2 separate regions of the Mus musculus genome follow, and region 1 is linked to region 2. The links are chromatin contacts, called in public HiChIP or PLAC-seq maps. All regions are on one chromosome and are shown on one strand. The core of a region is the stretch at or near the end of the contact, and the rest is flanking DNA. Distances in the headings are between cores, read along the strand shown. Region 1 has its middle 27 kb from the start of Ndufb5. Region 2 holds the start of Lrriq4 (leucine-rich repeats and IQ motif containing 4).

Evidence for each region. HiChIP or PLAC-seq counts read pairs in DNA pulled down with a chosen protein or histone mark.
Region 1: a contact with region 2 is called in an H3K27ac HiChIP or PLAC-seq map of embryonic stem cells, with 7 read pairs. The contact joins the enhancer-like site here to the promoter of Lrriq4 in region 2. A contact is called at or near these places in 5 of 39 promoter capture datasets (the C10 cell line, liver, neutrophils and 1 more) and 1 of 115 datasets of contacts at active chromatin or transcription factors (embryonic stem cells).

What each region holds. Positions count from the first base shown.
Region 1 is chr3:32,762,020-32,766,252 of GRCm38.p6, reverse strand. No RefSeq gene overlaps it. Among named protein-coding and RNA genes, the nearest start is that of Ndufb5, 27 kb to the right of the region's middle. Within about 2 kb of position 2,177, at least 9 of the 459 cell types and tissues checked have an H3K27ac peak or open chromatin away from gene starts, as enhancers often do. A contact at or near this core is called in embryonic stem cells, where this site is marked.
Region 2 is chr3:30,645,652-30,649,764 of GRCm38.p6, reverse strand. It overlaps Lrriq4 (leucine-rich repeats and IQ motif containing 4), which reads right to left and starts at 1,796. Exons shown (of 6, transcript NM_001290510.2): 1 at 1,505-1,796. The coding sequence starts at 1,539. Lrrc34 (leucine rich repeat containing 34) reads left to right here and starts at 1,947. Exons shown (of 11, transcript NM_027941.1): 1 at 1,947-2,095.

The DNA.
Region 1 (4,233 bases), core at 928-3,427, 2.1 Mb before region 2:
TAAGAGCAGATTCAGAGACCCACAGCCAAAGAACAAGCAAAACCAGGGGATCCCTACAGAAGAGTGTAAGGAAGAATTCTTACAGTCAATAGGGTAGAAGACACCATGAGAATGTGATCCACAGAGTTAACTAAGCAGGGCTCATGGGGTTCCCAGAGTCTGAAGTGACAATCACAGAGCCTATATGGATACGAGCAAGTCCTCTCTATGTATGTTGTGGTTGTGTGGCTCTGTGTTCTTGTAGGACTCCGAACAGTGGGAATGGGGGCTGTCTTTGACTTTTCTGCCTGAACTTTGGACCCTTTTACTTCTACTGGGTAGCTGTTATGAAATATAATGCAGAGGTAGGTGGGGGTAAGGGTGTACCTGGGGAGCCCTTGCCAAGGTGTCCCCCTGAGAAATCGCACCATACATGACCTGGTATAAAAATTTATTTGAAGGAAGAGGGGAGTGAGGAGCTGGAGAAGGGTAGAGGCAGACAGATGAGGGCAGAGAAGTGGGGAGGACAGAGAACAGAAAGAGAAGAGAGGCTAGCTGAGAACACATGGAAACCGAGAGTATGAGAGAGAGAGGGATGGAGAGAGGATGGGGCTGGGGTAGTGAGCAGTCCTTTTGTATGTTACTATTGCTGCCATGCCTGGCTCGTACCAGGCGATGGTGGCAGGTATTGATGCAAGCTATTGCTAGGTCCCTGGGAGGAGCCTGGTAGAACTACCTATAACCCAATATTCCTCCTTATTTTCTCAATTAAAAATGAGGAACTAGGAAGGGGTAGTGATGGAGCAGGTTGGGGTTATTTAAACTCCTTCCTGCTGAATTTGTGGTGACATTCTTTCTTTGGGGACCCTAAGAGAATTGGGAAACTGGTCAGGTCATGGGAGAGCTGGCTGTTTCACTGCTGTCCAGGATTTGTGGAACCATCTGTGGCTAGGCAACTACAGGCCCAGTTGGAGCAGTCTGTGAGGCTAGGCTGGAGTACGTAGCTATCCTGGATGCAGATTGTGATTAAACACCTGGACTTGTTAGGTGTACATTTGAAAACTTTAGGCCCATGGTCTTAGTAGTTGGGGGAGGGGAGTCCCAAAACCAGGGAATGGATAGGAATCCTCTGTGAGGAGCGGGTGTGGCAGCAGTCCCAAGATGGCACCCGGGACTGCAGCTAAGTCTTATGACTTGCACCTGACTTCCTCATACACCTGAAAATACGCCACGACCATCGTGAGAGCTGTGCAAGAGCACCATGATGCTGGTGGTGTAAACAAGTCCAAATTTGGTGGAGACGCGCCCCTGCCGCCCTGATTGGCTGAAGCTGCGTGCCTGGTGAGGTGATGTTGCCTGCCGTGAGTGGAGGGGGGCTGAGAGTATATAAGAGTGAGAGGCCCAGGGTTCGGGGGGAGAAAAAGATGAAGCGAGAGAGATGAAGACTGAAGCTTGCTGAGTAAACTGCTGTTAGAAGAACTGGTGGTCCTGTCGTTCTTGCTGGTCAAAAGCGTATGCGACAATCCCACCCTCTGAAATAGGCTACTAGTGGCAAACTTAGGCTATTGGTTGACAGGAGTGCCTATCCAGATAGTCTGTTTCACCCATGAAATGGGTCTGAGTAGGTTTCCCGAGGTTTATAAGAATCTTCTTATATTTACAATAAGAGATAAATTTGTTAAAAGCATGAACAGTCTTTAAGGTGAGCTTAGGGAAGACAAAAACCCCTTCTGTGAAGCAGAAGGGTCAAGAGGGACTTCTAGCCTCTGTTCAGAAGACTGGCTATACATAAATTGAGCATAATGAGAAACATCTTTACGTCTATACTTAAATGACAACCAAAGGAAACTTAAAATCTTGAACTTGTGGCTATGATAGTTGATTGTATAGTGGAATGTTTTGCCAGTGTTAGACTACTAATTCATAAGAACTCCATTCATCGATGTTAGAGCCCTGAACTTTCGGAGTCCTAAAGTAACGTTAGCACTTCGAGGGGAGGAAATCTGAAGCACTTTTGCTCCTTTTATAGATCTTAAATCATTTTCTTATCACCGTTTAACCTTTCATGTGCTGCGTCTGCCAACCTTAAAACACCTTCGTAGGCCCTACAACACTTTCTTAGGAGAGAGGTGGGGCTAGGGAGAGGTGGGGCTAGGGAGAGGTGGGGCTAGGGTAAAGAGCAGTCCTTTTACACTCTGCTGCACCCGGCTCACACTTGGTGGCAGTCAGCAATGGCAGCAGATAATGACACAAGCTGTTGCCAGGTCCCTGGGAAGAGCCTAGCAGAATCGCCTGTGAGCAAAAAGTAGCCTTTTCCAGCCTTGATATGAGGGTTTGTACCTTATCTTATTATTATGCTATGGTTTATTCAGTTAATATCCCTGGGAGGCCTTTAAAAAAAAATAAGGGAAATGGAGGTGAGAGGAGGAGAGGTATGAAAGAACTGGGATTTGCAGAGGGAGGGGAAATTGTGGTTGGGATGTAATGCATGTAAAAAATTAAAATTAGGGGGCTAGAGAGATGGCTCAGCTGGTAAGAGCACTGACTGCTCTTCTGAAGGTCCTGAATTCAAATCCCAGCAACCACATGGTGGCTCACAACCATCTGTAATGAAATCTGATGCCTTCTTCTGGTGCGTCTGAAGACAGCTACAGTGTACTTAGATATAATAATAAATGAATCTTAAAAAATTAAAATTAATTGTTTTCACACAATGTGTTTTATTATATTCTTTCCCCTCCCCTAACTCCTCCAAGATTTTTACCACCTCCCTACCCAGTCCAACTTCTTGCTCTCACTCTCTTTGCAAAAAAACAGAAACAAACAAAAACAGTAAGACGACAAAAACGAGCCAAACATGAAACAAAAGGCCCAGGAATAAACAGGGAATCTGTTTTGTGTTTGCCAAGAACTCCTGGGTGTGAGGCCTGCCTTCGAGTGTGCTTAATATACATTTCATTGGTGAAAACCGATCTTCCCTTTCCCAGCAGGCAAGGATTGCAAACAGCTTCTAGGTCAGGTGTTGGGGTAATCTTTTTGTGCACTATGTAAAGGTTGTCTTTCATTCAAACGTTGATTTCTGCACTGCAGAAGGTTGAGTACTGACTGGCCTTGGGTATTGTTGTATTTATGGATCATCACCTGCCTCGGTGTTTTGTAAACGCGCACCGCTCTCACCATCTGGTTGGTTTAATAACAATCTGACTGACAATAGCTGAGACAGAAGAGGAAAGGTGAGATTTCCGGGCAGAGAGGGTCTCTGGAGAAGAATCAGAGGCAGGAATTTACCAGGTGACATGGTGGTATAGAGAACAGGTACCCAGAAGGAATGAAAGGTAACGGGCCACATGGAAGGATGTGAACTAGAATTAGCCAGGTTAGAGCTAGCTGGGAGGTGCTCAGCTATAGTGCCCAAGCTTTTATAAATAATAGTAACTCTCTGGGTCATTATTCAGGAACTGGCAGATCCAAGACAGTCCGGTGATAGTCAGGGCTGGGGCTTCATGCTCTTTTTCCCTTCTCAGGGCTGGGACTATCTGGTTTGAGCCTGTGTGGGTCTTATGCATGCTGTCTCGGTCTCTGTAAGTTCATACATGTACCTCTGTGAGTGCATACATGTATCAGTCCAGTTGTGTCTGGAAGACGCTGTTTCCTTGGAGTCATCCACCACCCCTGACTCTTACAATCTTGCTGCCTCCTCTTCCACAAAGATTACTGAGCCTTGAAGGGAAAGATTTGATAAAGGCCTCCTACTAGGACTGGGTGTTTCAGTCTTTTACTCTGCACATTGTCCACTTGTGGGTCTCTGTGTTAATTACCATCCATTAAAATATGGTGCATCTCTGATGAGGGTTGAGTAATTCATTAGTCTATGGATATAGCAATATGTCATTAAGAGTCATTTTATGGCTATGTTCCTGTAGCAAAGTAATAGTAGTGGGCTTTGGGGTATATATAGATATAGATATATAGATATATTTAGATACTAACCCTTTAGCAGATTTATAATTGGCAAACTTTTTTTCCACTTTGTAGGCTGCTTCTTTGCTTTATTGATGGTGTTCTTTGCTGTGTAGAACTTTCTTAACTTCATAAGGTCCTCTTTATTAATTGTTGGTGTTAGTGTTATGTCCAAGTCGCAGGGACCCCAAAGACCACCAAGGAGCCAATTCCCATGCAAACACTTAAGGGCTTTTATTCCGAGCTTGAAGTGACAGCCTTGAGTCTTGGGGTACAGGGTACTTATTGTGGTTA
Region 2 (4,113 bases), core at 547-3,046:
GCAACTCTTTCTAGGAAGTTTGTGCACATGTGTTAACACACAGATGGCCTCATTTCAGCTTCAAAAACTTGCTTGATTAGAGGCTTAAAAATGCCTTTAAAAATACTTTAAAAGCACTTATTGCTCTTGCATAGGAACCCAGTTGGGGACCCCAACACCCAAATCTGGAGGCTCACAACTGCCTGTAACTCTGGCTCCAGGAGGATCCCATGCCTTCACCTGTCCTCGGGAGCTCCTGGACTCCCAGCCAGCTCACCCCCAAAATTGCATAATTGTTTTTTCACAGATGAGCATACATAGTGTTGTACACCTTGTTCCCAACACTGGAGAGGCAAAGACAAGTAGGTCTTTGTGAGTTCGAGACCAACCTGGTCTACACAGTGAGTTCCAGGACAGCCTGAGATACACAGTGAGACCCCCGTCTTATAAACAATAGAAAAACAAAAACAAATAACTTTTTAAGATGCTTATTTTGATTTAGTTTCAGATGAGTTCTAGAAGGTTCCAAAAGGTCATAGCTCTTGCCATCACCCCCAGAAGACATTGAGAAAAATTATATCATACATAATATATATTATATATAAAGTTATCAGAGATGAAAATTAATGATCAGCAACCACTTTTCTCTATGTATATAAAAGACCGGTGGAAGGTCATGTCTGGTGAGGCTGGGTAGGCAGAGAAGCCAGCCTTCCATAGGCAAACAAAAAGCTAACTGAACAAACCAACCATGCCTGGGACAGGAGAACCCAACCAAAGAGAACAATTTTTAATAGTTCCGTGGTTGTCAAGAGGGGCAACTCCTCTAGTCTGGAGTACTCGCAAGTGCAGGGTGAGTTTTCCCACCAGCCAGGGTTCCATTAGATATTTGATCGATAAGAGCCCTTTGGGGATGGTGCAGGTAGGACTAAGAAGAATCCTGGTCTCAGTCAGTTGCTGTACTGCTTGCTCCAGAGGCAGAGCACACCCCACTCCACCCCTCCCCTGCCCCTTCCCCCTCCCCTTTCCCCCTCCCACCCCACTGGTACAGCATCTCCAACCTTTCCTTTCTTCTACCTTCTTAATTCAAAAGAATCTGAGACAGAAAGGGGCAGAGGCTAACTTAGGGACTTTCCTGGAAACTCAAGGGGTAAATGCACATATTTCTGCACTTTAGCATGCTACCTGTGGAGAAAGGACCTTGAAACTCAATTCCTGTACCCACCCAGAACTTCGGCCTTGCCCGGGCTTTCCTGGTAGTAGAGGCAGAGGGATGGAAATTGCCTATGTGGCAAGGACTTACATATTTAGTTATTCACTTTTAACTTATCACCTCTCCTAGATTTCTGTGACTATTTCAGACCCCACTTCCAGACTAGATTCATCATCGGTGGGTCTACAACCGAGCATCCAAGGGTCCCGAACATCCTGCCCCATTCCTTCACAGCCTTACTACAAAGAAGATGCGAAGACTCCACATGGATACGACCTTGCCTGCCTCCATACTCTTGAGTACTGACTGTACCTGTGCATCTGCAGCTTGGCACTGGGATAGGCCATCTCAGATTAGTCTGGAAGTCGCCTTCTCAAGGAAACTCTTCCAGGGGGCTCTACCCCTTCAAAAAAAAAATCCTTTAAACTACTACACACTTGGAGGTTCTACCATTAGATTCCGAGCTTAGCCCTTCGGAAAAGGTGAGACAGGCTGGGTCACCAGGGTTTGTAGTCCTAGTCCCTAGCCCAGCAGATGAGGCTCCTAAACCCTCGAAGCTCCACCATCAGAATGTGTAACCTAGAGCGGATAGGCTTAAAGTGATGATCACTGCCTCCCACTTCAGGCCTCGAGGTTATAGAGTACCCCGCCCTCTTAACGGTGGCCCCGCCTCTTCCCTCTTTCTCCAAAAGGAAGCTTCTGTGGTTGCCATGGGAGCGACTCTGGTTACTGGACTCGTAGTGGGCCGAGCCCTGTGAGGACTGAGCAGGGGCAGACTGTTGAAAAAGCTCAGCCACGGCGGCCTTCCTCTTTAGAGGTCGAGGTCCGCAAAGCGAGCTGGGTAAGGGGCACCGGGCTCTAGGCGAAGGAAAGGGCAGCGGATCCCGCCTGCAGAAGCCCCAGGTATGGAGGCGCCCTTGACCAACGCTGGTCCCCTGTCTTCGTGAGGAGAGTGGCTTTGCTCTGGCCTCCCTCCTGCTTTTTGAGGAGGGTCTGGGGGAGGTATGCCGCGGGGAGGGGAGGCTCTGCGCCCCTGAATTTGTGGAAGTTACGGGAAAATACCTCAGATAAGCAAGAAGCTCCTCAGAGTTTTTCTGAGTTCCCACTTCTAGACTACCCACAGTTTCTTTTAATCACTTTATCTTATTTTTTTTTAAATATCATATAGAAGAAGGGATTTCATTGTGACATTTCCATTCATATATATAATTCCATGTGCACTTTGAGTGCATCCATGAATTTAACGAATTAAACATAAGACTGGGGATATATTCAGGAGTTGTTGGGCAGTTGTGAGAAACCAGAGTTCCTGCCACTACTTTTAGACTATTGTTTTAAAGTGTGTGTTGTGGGGGCCGGAGAGACTGCCCAGAGAGACATTAATAAGGGAAATAAGATGATAAAGGAGGGAACACCGACACTGCTAGTTTGACCTGGAGCCTGATGGAAGAGGAGGACGGGGCTGCGGAAAGACTGTATGCTTTTGTCCTCCACCCATGGGTGTGACTGCTGCCTTCTCAGTCACGGGGCCTCTGAAGAAAACAGCGTGGAGAGACTCAAGTCCTGCCTTTGCTTTTGACCCCTAGAAGGGCAGACACCATTAGTGCTGGTGTTCCACCCCCAAGAAGTTAGTAGCCTGAGGCAGGAAGGGCGCCAGTAGAAAGGCGCCCAGCTCTGGCTTTTGTTTAGAAACCACAGGAGCATCTGTTTCCAGGATGCTAATACTGCACTTAGTTGATGTTCCTTCCCTAAGTGCCACAGACATCTCAGAATGGGGCATTCAGGTCCCATCCCCCCTTCCGAAGCTCAGCAGAACCTAAATATTATAAATATCCTAAGTCCTGGTGTATCTCTCTCACACACATACAAACACAAATAAACTTAAAATAACTATTTTAAAAATTATAAGAAAAGTTCATTTCCTTTCAGCTTAAATATAGCAGATCTTAGGTCTTGGTCTGCAGCTTTGAGTGGTAAACTCTTAGAGTGTAGATGGCCACTCAGCAGTGGATGCTTTTAAAATATAGAAATTTAGAGAAGCAGCTGGCATCTAAGAAGCCAGGCTACTTAAAGTGTGAGGTGGCAGAGTGTATTCTGAAATACATGTACACAGAAAGTAGAATAATCAAGCCAGTAGCATGAGTGTTTTACAAGAGTAAGAACATGGCTTCCATTATGGAGGACCCAGAGTTCACAAGAAATGTCTTTAAAGTAATATTGGAGCCAGGTGTGCTAGCACACACCTGTGATCCCCGATACCTGTGTAGCCGGGGAAGGATGACTGTGAGTTCAAGGCCATTCTGAAGAACACAGCGAGACCCTGTGTTTAGAAGAAGAAAAGAAAGGAAAGGTAACAGTTTAAAGTAGTGGAACTACTAGGAAAGCTGCTGCGTAACAGAGACCTCAGCTCCTATTTGTTTATTTTTATTAAAAGCAAAACATAGGTGGGGGTGGGGTGATGGCTGAACCGGGTGAAGCACAAGTATGGGGGTGTGAGTTTTGATCCCTAGCTCTCATATAACAGCCAGGCTTCAGGAGTGTATGTCTGAAGCCCTAGCGTTTGGGGTTGGAGATGGGTGGCTCTCAAGGGCTCTGGAGCCAGCCAATCTAAGCCTAAACAGTGTCTGTAATAGTGGTTCAGTGACATTTCAAACAATAGGGCAGAGAACAGAGGACAATGACACTTGATAGCAACCTCTGGCTTCCACATGCACAATCCCTGGATTTCCACCACACACAGGAAGTAAAGACTTAGAACGAGGAGATGGAAGAGGGCCTAGGTAGGGGAAATGCTTCTGAGAGCTAGACCTCAATCTGCTGTGAAGATGCTATCAAAGTGGTTTGGTGTCAAGGTATCCAATCCAAGTGGGCTAATTTCTCGGGTCCTTCTGGAGTTAGATTGTTGCCCCGTCTTTGGAACC